Linked DNA regions of Mus musculus: all the other regions are linked to region 1. A link is a contact called in public Hi-C and HiChIP or PLAC-seq data. All regions are on one chromosome and are shown on one strand. The core of a region is the stretch at or near the end of the contact, and the rest is flanking DNA. Distances in the headings are between cores, read along the strand shown.

Region 1 (3,564 bases), core at 450-2,949:
ACCTTTTACCTGAGACACATTTCTCTGTAATGAGTGAATACTCCATTATAATCACTGTTCTTAAAAGAAGTGGTTACTTGTAACGAGCATTCTAGTTTATTGGCAGCCTGTCCTTTTATCAAATCATGCTGTTTTATTGGCCTATTGTATTTTTTACCATATTGTCTGAATTTTTTTGTTTTGTTTTGTTTTCTAAGACAGGGTTTCCTGGCTGTCCTGGAACTTGCTCTGTAGACCAGGCTGGCCTCGAACTTAGTAATCTGCCTGCCTGCCTCTGACTCCCAAGTGCTGGGATTACAGGCATGCGTCACCACTGCCCGGCCTGAAATAATTTTCATGTTTGATCATGTTACAGACGTTAACAGGCTGCATCCCCTAGCTACAATGATTTATATCAGTTTAGGATAAAACATGAAAAAACCCTATACTTTTTCATTCACATGTGTACTAAGGTTGATGAATGTGAAGCTAACTGTTGTAGCTTTAAAGAACCCTGTTGACTCCAGAGTCAGTCTCAGTGCCATCTTAAGTTTGTTGTTTTTATACCAAATCACTGGACAGCTTATTTTCTCAAACAATTTAACAGGTTCTTCCAGCACCCAAACTGAAGATGACGAACAATCATATCTACAACAACAATGGCTATGGAGTGAGCATTCTTCAGCCATCGGAACAGTTCTTTATTGTAGCAGAAGCAGCTCTCAACAAAGGGGCTGCTTCAGGAGATAAGAAAGATGACAAAATGCTCTCCAAAGTCATGCAAACTCTGAATGTGGAAATGAACAACAACAGGATAGAAGCCAACTTAAAGGGGGATATTAGGATAGTCACCGGGTAAAGTGTCTGGATAGGTGTTCGTTCGTGTTTTATAGTTCAGGAATGTGATAAATGATTCTTGTATCTCAGAAATGGTTGTTTTAAATTCAAAGATTAAAATGTTTAAATGCTTGCTGTCTTTCAATTAGTGGTTTTAATGTGTTGGCTAAGATTCTAGCTTTATAAAGGTGAGTCATATGCCACAGAATTTACTCTAGAAAGCATAGCTAAGGGGCTGGGGATGTAGCTCAGAAGGTGAAGTACTGGCCTGGCATGTGAAAGCAAAGCCCTGGGTTCCAGCACCAGCGCCACAGAATCCCCACCCGAATGAAGAATGCCTATGATCCCAGTCCCAGGGAGATGGAGTTAGTGGCCAGCTTGAGCCATTTTTGGTAATTAGGTTCACCTGGATAATCCAGAATACCTCCCCATCCCAGAGACCTTAACCTAAACCACATAAGCAAACTGAACCTTGTCATAATAAAGTATGCTTCGACAGTTCCTGAGAACTAGGAACATTAATGTCTTTGACAACTATTTTTCCTACAACCTGTATTTTCTCAGCCAAGGGAATCTAAATTCAATGGGATGTTTCCTTGATAAGGACCAATACACAGCTTCTTTGTGTGCATACCAACCAGGGACAGAACCATGAGCCTTACAAGTACTAAGCACACATTCTACCATTTGTCACATTACTCCCTCTGAACTTGATAAGCATCCAAAAAAAAAAAAAAGAGGGCCTCAATTGAGTTGTAACAGCCCTGGCTATCCTAGAACCCCCTCACACTGTAGACCAGATTGGCTTGAACTCAAGAGATCCATCCACCTGCCTCTCTGCCTTGAGTGCTGTGATTAATGGTGTGCTCCACCACACCCAGCTACTCCCAGACAGGTGCTCCTGGATGTAGGGAAGGACTGAGCAAGGCAGTTTGCTTCAGTCCCTGCTAAGACTTCCTTCATAACCCTTTCCACCCCAAGATGCTTGACCAGCATAGCAACAGAAACCCTAAGGCACCCCGCTCCCGTAAGCCTTTGTATATACTCAAGATTCGAATTCACTCAGAAGGGTGTTTGTTTTTAAGACAGTGTTTCTCTGTGCAGTCCTGGCTATCCTGGAACTCACTCTGTAGACCAGGCTGGCCTCAAGTGCTGGGACTAAAGGCATGAGTCACCACTGCCCAGATCACACTGCCTTTTAAATGGCTTTTGAAACCCCCACCCACTCTTTAGCAACTCCACAAACTTTTGATGTTCTGGACAAAGGACTTAGCCACTAAGATTGTTACCAAGGTTCCCAGTCTTTCACACAGCTAAAACCTGAAGGATCACAAAGTCTGACAAATGCATTTGTCCCAGCCACAATTAAAAGGCATACAGATCCATCCTTGCACTTCCAAAAAGTGATTTATACCTAAAACCTTCAAATTCAGTAACTGTTTTAGAAGTCAAAAACAATTTTATTAGCACCAATCCAATGTGCTCTGTGACAATTGTGCTTGGATGTCTGCTGTCTGGACAGATCTGAAGATGACCCCATTCATATTCTCTTGATCTGTCCCCATGGTACCAAACTCCAGATTCTAATCTGAACATGGCTTCCAGAAACTGGTGTTTGTTTTCTGTGGTAAACTTTTAATCTGATAACCTCCTTTCAATTTCTTACTATAGGGTAGTAAGGCTACACTATATAATTAATGCTCATATTAAGAACAGCATGTTGGAGCCAGGCGTGGTGGCACACATTTAATCCCAGAATTTGGGAGGCGGAGGCAGGCAGATTTATGAATTTGAGGCCAGTCTGGTCTGCAGAGTGATGGCTCAGCAAGTAAGAGCACTGACTGCTCTTCCTAAAGTCCCAAATTCAAATCACAGCAACATCATGGTGGCTCACAACCATCCATGAGATCTGACCCCCTCTTCTGGTGTGGCAGAAGACAGCTACAGTGTACTTATGTATAATAAATAAACCTTAGGGCTGGAGCGAGCGGAGTTGACTGGAGCAAGCGGAGGTCCTAAAAATTCAATTCCCAACAACCACACGAAGGCTCACAACCATCTGTACAGCTACAGTGTACTCACATACATAAATCTTTTAAAAAAATGAAAGAAAAGCATGTTTAAGTGCAGTGAGATAATCTACTATGCAAGCTACTTAATCTAACTGGTGCTTAGACCTCCATCTCATGTGAAGAGATCACTGCTTTGAGACTGTGGCAATGACATCGACTAACATCCAAATCTGGGAAACTAGAGCTGGAAGAACAAGTTCTGGACCTATGGAGGGCTCTTGAGTTTCAATACTGAAAAACATGACTATACTCAATGGTTCTCTGTAACTCCAGACTACAAATCTTAGGCTCCCACCATATAGGGGGGTGAACAGTGCATACAACTCAACTTCACATTTCTCAAAGTTATTTATTCCACCCCAAATGGAGCATGTGGGATTTTCTAATTCTTACTTTTCATACCATGTAAAGATCAAAAGCACCAAAACCCATCAATATTCATGGCTAGTACAGCTTGTAAGAGTGGTTACAGAGAAATTATCCTCTAAGCAAAAGGGTAATGCTTTGGGTATAGGATCAATTATTTTATAAGCAAGCTAAGGCCTACTAAGATATAGGGAATAATTTTTTTTTAAGAGAACAGAGATCAGACTAGATGTAACATGCAATGAAGTAACTAAACTCTGTGTTCACACACATGGAAATGACAAATTTTAACAGACTGTTAACAGAGGAA
Region 2 (3,904 bases), core at 1,198-3,697, 34 kb after region 1:
ATAACTCTAGCCCCAAGGGAGCCAAGGCCCTCTTCTGGCAAATGGTACATATACATACCCACAAAATATTCATGCATTAAAAAAAAATCATTTAGAACAGAGGAGAGGAGATCTATTACTACAGTAAGCTGTAAAATGACATCGCACACCAACCAAATCTGACCCCAATAGTCTTGTGGCTCACCAACTTTGACTAGTCATTTGGTAAAGCAGATGACAAAGCCAGATAATACAAATTCAGAAGCTAAAGACATAGAGGCCAGCCTGGTCTACAGAGTGAATCCCAGGACAGCTAGTGCTAAAGAAGAGAAACCCTGTCTCGAAAAAACAAAAAGAAGCTAAAGACAATAGACTCCTTCACAAGTCTGGCTGTTCTGGCTCAGGCATTTAATTCCAGCACTTGGAGAGCAGAGAAGGGCTGATCTCTTTAAGTTGGAGGCTACCAAGTCTACAGAGAAACCCTGTCTCCAAAACAAAAACCCCCAACATAAGTAAATGTACAAAGTAAATGAGTAACAAAATATAGGGCCTATCAAACCCCTTTGTCTCTAGAAAACCCATTTAATTTTAAACATTCATGCTAACTAAGTCCAAACAGATCGATACAGCCCTTAAGGCTCCAAAATTTACCCGAGGAAAATACTAATATTCCCATCTATAAACTAACTAGGCATCTCAGTAATAAATTTATACCTAAGTATATTCTTAGTTGCAACCCAACTTCACAATTGGAAATTCTAATCCGATCCCCAAAGATCTTTCACAGCTATTTCTTGAATCCTTAAAGTGGTGCTGATATCCTTAGTAGATTAGGAACTATTTAATCCTTAAACTGCCTATTGTACTGTTTGGTTTTACTTTTATTACTTTGAACTGAGGAAATTTAAGAAAACTGGAGAATAAAGAGTATAAATGGCCCCCTAGAAATACTCAGCGGTTAAGAGCACTGACTGCTCTTCCAGAGGTCCTGAGTTCAAATCCCAACAACCACATAGTGGCTCACAACCATCTGTAATGAGATGATGCCCTCTTCTGGTGTTTCCAAAGACAGCTACAGTGTAGTTATTTACATAAAATAGCAAGCTGGGCGTGGTAGCATACACCTTTAATCCCAGCACTTGGTAGGCAGTGGCAGGCGGATTTGAGTTCGAGGCCAGCCTGGTCTACAGAGTGAGTTCCAGGATAGCTGGAGCTATACAGAGGAAACCCTATCTCGAAAAACCAAAAAAACAAACAAAAACCCCACAACTTCTTTTACAGACCTAGAACTTATCCTCTTGTCGAGAGCCTAGATGGATGCCAAATTTTCCATCATGTCACATCTGCCCTGCTGTTTTGGCTCCAGAAATGCCTCCACTATTACTCGTTTGTTTTTCTACAGCTCCTCTCTCACTTGCCACCACTACCTGATACGTATACACGTATACTCGTATACACACACATATCGGAATAAATCAAATTTTGTTTTATGAGACAAGATTTCTATGTGTAGTAGCCCCGGACTCAAGAGATCGAACAATACCTTCCACCACCAAACCCCAGTGCTGGAATGAAAGGCTAGAGTCATGGCTCCCAATTTTGTGTTTTCATTCTTGCCACCCGGAAACAAATTCTTTCATCTCTTTTCGCACCCTCAGGTCACGTGGCCGGCCCTCCCTTCCTCCAGGAAGGTCTGGCCTTAGGCGTAACTGATCTCTCATTGCCCTTTGGAGCGGATACACTGTGCACCTCAAAGCCAGACTCAGGCTCGTGCACCCCTCAGACTGAGGCGCCCTCCCTTTCGACCGTTATCTACAGCGGGGCTATCCCGTTGCGCGGTGTAATTCCGCCATCACTTACTAAATCATGCATTCATTTTCCTACCACCTGCTCCTCATCCCGCCCCACCCAGCCATGCCCCGTCACCAGTGCGGAGCGGGAGGACCTGCAGCGAAGCCCCGGACCCCAAAGCGGGCACCCCCACGGGGCCCGGGTGTCCCGGATTAGAACCGCGGACGACCCCCCACCACCACGCGCCGGGTGGCGTCGAGCCGCTACCCCTACACGCAACTGATTACAGACACCCGCCGCCCGTCAGGCCGAGTGAGGAAGAGGCCTCCGAGAGCGGCCAGTCTGTGCAAGGAACCCCAGGGCCTAGGGCCACGGGAGCTCCGCTGCGCGAGGCGCCCACGGCCCGTAAATCCGGGTACCCGCCGCGCTGCCCCTCCCCCACACGCTCGCCCGCCCGCGCCTCACAACAAAGCCACGGCTGAGCCGCGGAGGCCGGCGTCGGCCCGCAGCAATGAGCCCGCGTCCGGGGCCGCAACGCCCCCTTTCTTACCCTCCTCCGCTTTTCCGTGCCCGAGAGCACAGCCTTCTTAGGCGAGTTCGCAGCGCCAACCTTCCACGAGAACGGCGAAAGAACACACCTCACCCGCATGGAAGCAGCGGCGAAATGGCTCCGACTGCAGGACCCAGGGGGCGGAGTCGGCGACTCGCGCCTGCGCGGTAGGCCAACTCCGGAGCCAGCACGCCCCGAGGGGGCGGGGCTTGAACCACTTCCGGGCGCCAAACCTGAGGTCGCGCGAGATCTGCTGGCCTAGGCCCATAATTTCCTGTCAGTCGCTAACCAGCTTGGTTTCTGGAAGTTATGTCTCCTTGCCTTTGTCTTTGTAGAGCAAGCTAGCCCACCACTTAACGCAGTCCACTTGCCTCCACCTCTGAAGGCAAAATTTAGAGACATGCCACCATGGATCTCCTTTTTGATAGTTTATCTTACGTAAGGGCAGTGTTACAGGATTAATCCTTTCAGAGTTTATCAGAATAGCCACTTTAAAATATGCCAAAGCAATGTATTTATGGGTGCTGTATGTTAAAATACAAGGACTGAAGTATTTCTGCTTCATCAAAATGCTGCAGGCAGCCGGGCAGTAGTGGCGCATGCCTTTAATCCCAGCACTTGGGAGGCAGAGGCAGGCAGATTTCTGAGTTCGAGGCCAGCCTGGTCTACAAAGTGAGTTCCAGGACAGCCAAGCCTACACAGAGAAACCCTGTCTCGAAAAACCAAAAGAAAAAGAAAAAAGAAAAGAAATAAAATGCTGCAGGCAGTGTGTAGCATGGTGGCACTTGCCTCCAGTCACAGCACCCAGGAAACAGAGACTGACAGACCTCCGTAAGTTCAAAACAGTCTGGTCTATGTTTAAGGAAGGCCAGGGCAACATAATGAGATCCTGTCTAAACAGCAAAGGAACAAAAACCTTAGAAGTTAAAAGCACTTGTTGCTCTTGTGGAAGGCTTGGATTCAGTTCTCAATCACACAGTGGCTCACACACAACCATAACCTCCATTCCAGGGGACCCAGCAGGTACAACCATGGTGCACTGACCTACAGGCCATAAGACATAAAGTAAAATGAATCTAAGACAAGAAAGAGAGCCCTGGCTTATTGGTTTATTGCCAGGGGTGGTGGTATATGCCATTAATCCCATTGTAGTAAAACCCATTACCCCACCAAAAAGAAAACCCTAGCTCAAGACACAACTTCTCCACTTACCTTTTGGCTGGGGAGAGGGACGAGGGACTCTTTTTTTTTTTTTTTTTTTTTTTCCAAGACAGGGTTTCTTTGTGTAGCCCTGGCTATCCTGGATTTGTAAACCAGGCTGTCCTGGGACTCACAGAGATCTGTCTGCCTCTGCCCCACCCCTCACCCCTCAGGCTGGGATTAAAGGCATGCTCCCAATTATCTCAAAATCCTGTGTTTTGTTTAGCTTCAAGTGAGAAGACTCTTGAGTTTAATACTTGTTTTGAGGGGTGTTGTATTTTTGAAGTACTGAAGAGTAACTCAAGGTTACCCTACTACTAAGCTACACTCAAGCCCAGCATCCCCAACCTAGTTGTCTGTTTGTTGTTGTTTTGTGAAAACTAG
Region 3 (3,733 bases), core at 973-3,472, 39 kb before region 1:
GCAACGACATGGTGGCTCACAACCATCTGTAACGAGATCTGACACCCTCGTCTGTTGTGTCTGAAGACAGCTACAGTGTACTTACATGGAATAAATAAATAAGTCTTTTTAAAAAAGCAAATGAAGAAACAAAATCTAATACTTACTCTTCGAGTTCTCTGGGTAAGTATGAATAAAATATTGCCTTAAAGTTACCAGATATTCCAAATCCTAGGGACTGGAGAAATAGATCAGCAGTTAAAGAATCTGCTGTGTAATCTTGAGTGCCAGCATTTAGATCCCCAGAGCCCAAGGGAAATGCCAGGTGGGTAAGGTGGCACACCTACAGTTCCAGCTCTCGGAAGGAGGAGACAGGGGATCCTGGGGACACGTTGGCTATCTAGACTTCCATCCTGGTGAGCTTAGGTTCAGGGGAGAACCCGTATCTCAAAGAATAGCATAGACAGCAATGGACGAGGAGCCCTGACATCAGCCTTAGTCTTCAGGGCACTCACACTCACGGACACACATGCCAGTGCACACACACACACACACAAACATGCATGCATGTCCCACATCCATTAATAAGATGAGAAATGCCTATTTAGGATCCATAGTCTACATCTATAGCATATAGTGACAGCAAGTGTTGATGTGAAATGAAAGCTATTATTGTATTTCTTAAAGATTTATTGATTTATGTATGTATTTACTTATTTACTTCTTTATTTATTATATGTATATATGAGTACACTGTAGCTGTACTGATGGTTGTGAGCCATCATGTGGTTGCTGGGAATTTGAATTCAGGGACCCACTCTACAGTCTGCCCCGCTTGCTCTGGCCTAAAGATTTACTTATTATTTTATCTGAGCACACTGTAGCTGACTTCAGACGCACCACAAGAGAGTGTCAGATCTTATTATGGATGGTTGTGAGCCACACTGTGGCTACTGGAATTTGGAGTTTGAACTCAGGACCTTCAGAAGAGCAGTCAGTGCTCTTAACTGCCGAGCCTTCTCTTCAGCCCATATCAGAGTTTTTATAGTCATGTGACATCCAACTTTCTGTTTTGCAAATAATGCACAAAATGCCAAGATGAAACCAACTAAAGACTGAAACAGAGCTCCCAGTCTGAATTTCAGTGCACATGTACAGACATGAACACTGTCTGCATATAGTGTGTCTTCCTGCATGCCTGCTGCATTGCTGAAGGGTCTTATTCACAGTGAGAACTGCTGTACCCAATGGATACAATGAGCACTGTGTACAAAAGGGTGGTCAACTGATCCACCAGAACAAAGACCCAGCTTTCCTTCCTCGCCTCTGCCAGGGTGGCACAGTAAGAAATGAATTTCCCAAAGCCTCAATTCCCTCAATAGAGTAGCTATTGCTATTTCCAAGTGCTCTGACTGCCCAGAACAAGTGTCAGTGTATCCGTGAGAGCAGCTCATGCCGTTCTCTGTCTGTGAGAACAGCCACCCACTCAGTCCCCTTCCCCTTCTCAGCGGCCTGTATTTACCACCAGAGTAGATGACAACAGAGACTGCATTTACTATCATTTATTTTTTATTTTTTAAAGATTAATTTATTTAATAAATGTGAGTGCATTCTCGCTGTTGCTGTCTGCAGACACACCAGAAGATGTTATCAGACGCCGTTACAGATGGTTGTGAGCCACCATGTGGTTGCTGGGATTTGCACTCATGATGTCTGGAACTGCAGTCCGTGCTCTTAATCGCTGAGCCATCTCCCCAGGCCCCAATATATTTTATTGTTTTTATTTTATGCACATTGGTATGGTTTCGTCTTCACATACGTCTGGGTTAGGCTGTCAGATCTTAGAGTTTTAGACAATTGTTAACACACACTTGTAACAGATATTGAAATATGCGGTAATTGAAGATAAATCTTCAAATGAAAAGATGCAGATATTGAAATATGCGGTAATTGAAGATAAATCTTCAAATGAAAAGATGCAGATATTGAAATATGCGGTAATTGAAGATAAATCTTCAAATGAAAAGATGAAAGAAATCCATAAGTATTCTTCCCAAATCATCATTGTAAAACACAGAAAAATGCCAGGAAGCTGCACTATAAGGACACTATATAGAAACATCTTGTAAATGCCAGAGGCACTTGTTGCGCTCACCTCGTCCAGCAAGAAAAACGCAACACGGTCCGATTCTTCTCAACAGCCTTCTTTATCTCAGGAACACCTCGATGCTGCTACGGGAACTCCGGAAACCCAGGGAGGACAGCTTATATACACCCCAGCACTGGGGAGAGCTATGTGTCCTCCTGGGATTGGTCAGTCTGCTGCCCCTTTGATTTGTATGCACCCGCTCGGGAGGGGTTGGCGCCAGATTTGGGCTAGCACCTGCGCAGTGGCATTGTTTATGGCGACAGTGTACAGGAGGCCGGCGCCATCTTTTAGGCGCCCGGCTGCCTACAGGCACTGACAAATGCTTACTTGACTTATCCTCTGGGCTCTGGGCCAGTCGAAATGAGCCTCCCTGTGTGGAGTTTTGTGGTGGCTGTCCGGAGTGTGTCTCCTCTTGTCTCTCTAACTCCAAGTCCCAGCCCACGTGAACTCACTTCTGCTTTTATAACACTCGACTGAGTATGACTATCCTGTAGCCAGTCACTGTCAATCATTTTGGTAAATACATCTCTTTTCATAGCATAACAACCTCGTTCCATTTCCTTTTGTAAAACACCTTCGCCGTTTCTGGTACATACTCAAAAGCTTACAACTGTATTTCAGCCCTACTCAAAAACCTACCACATTTCATTTCCAATACTCAGCACTCCCAATGTTCATCAGAGTTTGTCTGTGCCTTTCCAGTCTCCTAGCAACAATCCCTAGAGATAAGGAAGGTTCTGGAGCAGGGATGAGTTTGAGAGCGATAGGTTTTGTTTGTTTGTTTTATGACATTTATTTATTTATTCATTTATTTATATAGCTCGGGTCTGTTTATATAACCCTGGCTCTTCCGGAACTTGCTATGTAGTCCAAGCTGGCCTTGAATTCAGAGATCCACCTGACTCTGCCTCTCAAGTGCTGGGATTGATGAGATGTCCCACTATGCCTGGCCTAAAATAATTTTATTCATGTTGTCTATGTGTAGATACGCTCTCCTTAGCACACAAGTGTCTGTCAGAGGATCATTTTCAGTTCCCTTTCTACCACGTGACCCTCAAAGATCACAAGCAGGCCCTCTGGCTGGGTGTGGCCAGTAACTTTACCAACTGCGGTATAGCAATGGTCCCTACATCTATCCTGCCCCCTGCCCCCAAGATACACTGCTCTCCTCTCAATCCATGTTTTTCTCTTCTTGTTTTATAAATATGTGCCAAGCAACCCATGCATTTTCACATACAATTCGATACCTAAGCAACCAAGTCATAAGCTAATGTCACCTTTAGAAAGATTTGCATTTGGGGGTGGGGGGTGGGGTTCAAGACAGTGTTTCTCTGCATAGCTCTGGCTGTCCTGGAACTCACTTTGTAGACCAGGCTGGCCTCGAACACAGAAATCCGCCTGCCTCTGCCTTCCAAGTGCTGGGATTAAAGGCATGTGCCACCATGTCCGGCTCAAGATTTGCCTTTGTTTGGAAATAATAGCAGACCACATTGCTGTCTAAAAATAACTCGGTTTCTCTCACTGATATATTTGACCCTTCTGAAAAAAGAAAATAAGCTCTCTCCTTTACTCTTTTAACATGGGAAGACATTTGTTTGTTTGTTT

Evidence for each region. Hi-C and Micro-C count contacts between places; a contact is called where the count stands out from the background. HiChIP or PLAC-seq counts read pairs in DNA pulled down with a chosen protein or histone mark.
Region 2: a Hi-C map of embryonic stem cells shows a contact between it and region 1, with 2.3 times the contacts expected there. The contact joins the promoter of Dhx9 here to the enhancer-like site in region 1. A contact is called at or near these places in 2 of 39 promoter capture datasets (embryonic stem cells and macrophages), 2 of 15 datasets of contacts at CTCF or cohesin (the NIH/3T3 cell line and pro-B cells), 136 of 484 Hi-C or Micro-C datasets (the 63-12 cell line, B cells, the Ba/F3 cell line and 76 more), 13 of 115 datasets of contacts at active chromatin or transcription factors (CD8 T cells, the HPC-7 cell line, the SCID.adh cell line and 5 more) and 4 of 9 other capture datasets (adipose tissue, embryonic stem cells, liver and 1 more).
Region 3: a contact with region 1 is called in an H3K27ac HiChIP or PLAC-seq map of embryonic stem cells, with 7 read pairs. The contact joins the promoter of E330020D12Rik here to the enhancer-like site in region 1. A contact is called at or near these places in 13 of 39 promoter capture datasets (the 3T3-L1 cell line, 3T3-L1-derived adipocytes, the C10 cell line and 7 more), 3 of 15 datasets of contacts at CTCF or cohesin (the G1E-ER4 cell line, large pre-B cells and pro-B cells), 32 of 484 Hi-C or Micro-C datasets (the 63-12 cell line, B cells, the Ba/F3 cell line and 17 more), 11 of 115 datasets of contacts at active chromatin or transcription factors (the 230-238 cell line, the HPC-7 cell line, bone marrow-derived dendritic cells and 4 more) and 3 of 9 other capture datasets (adipose tissue, embryonic stem cells and liver).

Annotation. Positions count from the first base shown.
Region 1 is chr1:153,451,627-153,455,190 of GRCm38.p6, forward strand. Shcbp1l (Shc SH2-domain binding protein 1-like) reads left to right here. Exons shown (of 10, transcript NM_001033162.2): 10 at 587-948. The coding sequence ends at 838. Among named protein-coding and RNA genes, the nearest start is that of n-TIaat13, 5.3 kb to the right of the region's middle. Within about 2 kb of position 1,700, at least 17 of the 459 cell types and tissues checked have an H3K27ac peak or open chromatin away from gene starts, as enhancers often do. A contact at or near this core is called in embryonic stem cells, reprogramming fibroblasts, stem cell-derived epiblast-like cells and 1 more, where this site is marked.
Region 2 is chr1:153,485,213-153,489,116 of GRCm38.p6, forward strand. Dhx9 (DEAH (Asp-Glu-Ala-His) box polypeptide 9) reads right to left here and starts at 2,448. Exons shown (of 28, transcript NM_007842.2): 1 at 2,321-2,448.
Region 3 is chr1:153,412,011-153,415,743 of GRCm38.p6, forward strand. E330020D12Rik (Riken cDNA E330020D12 gene) reads right to left here and starts at 2,223. Exons shown (of 4, transcript NR_033736.1): 1 at 2,135-2,223.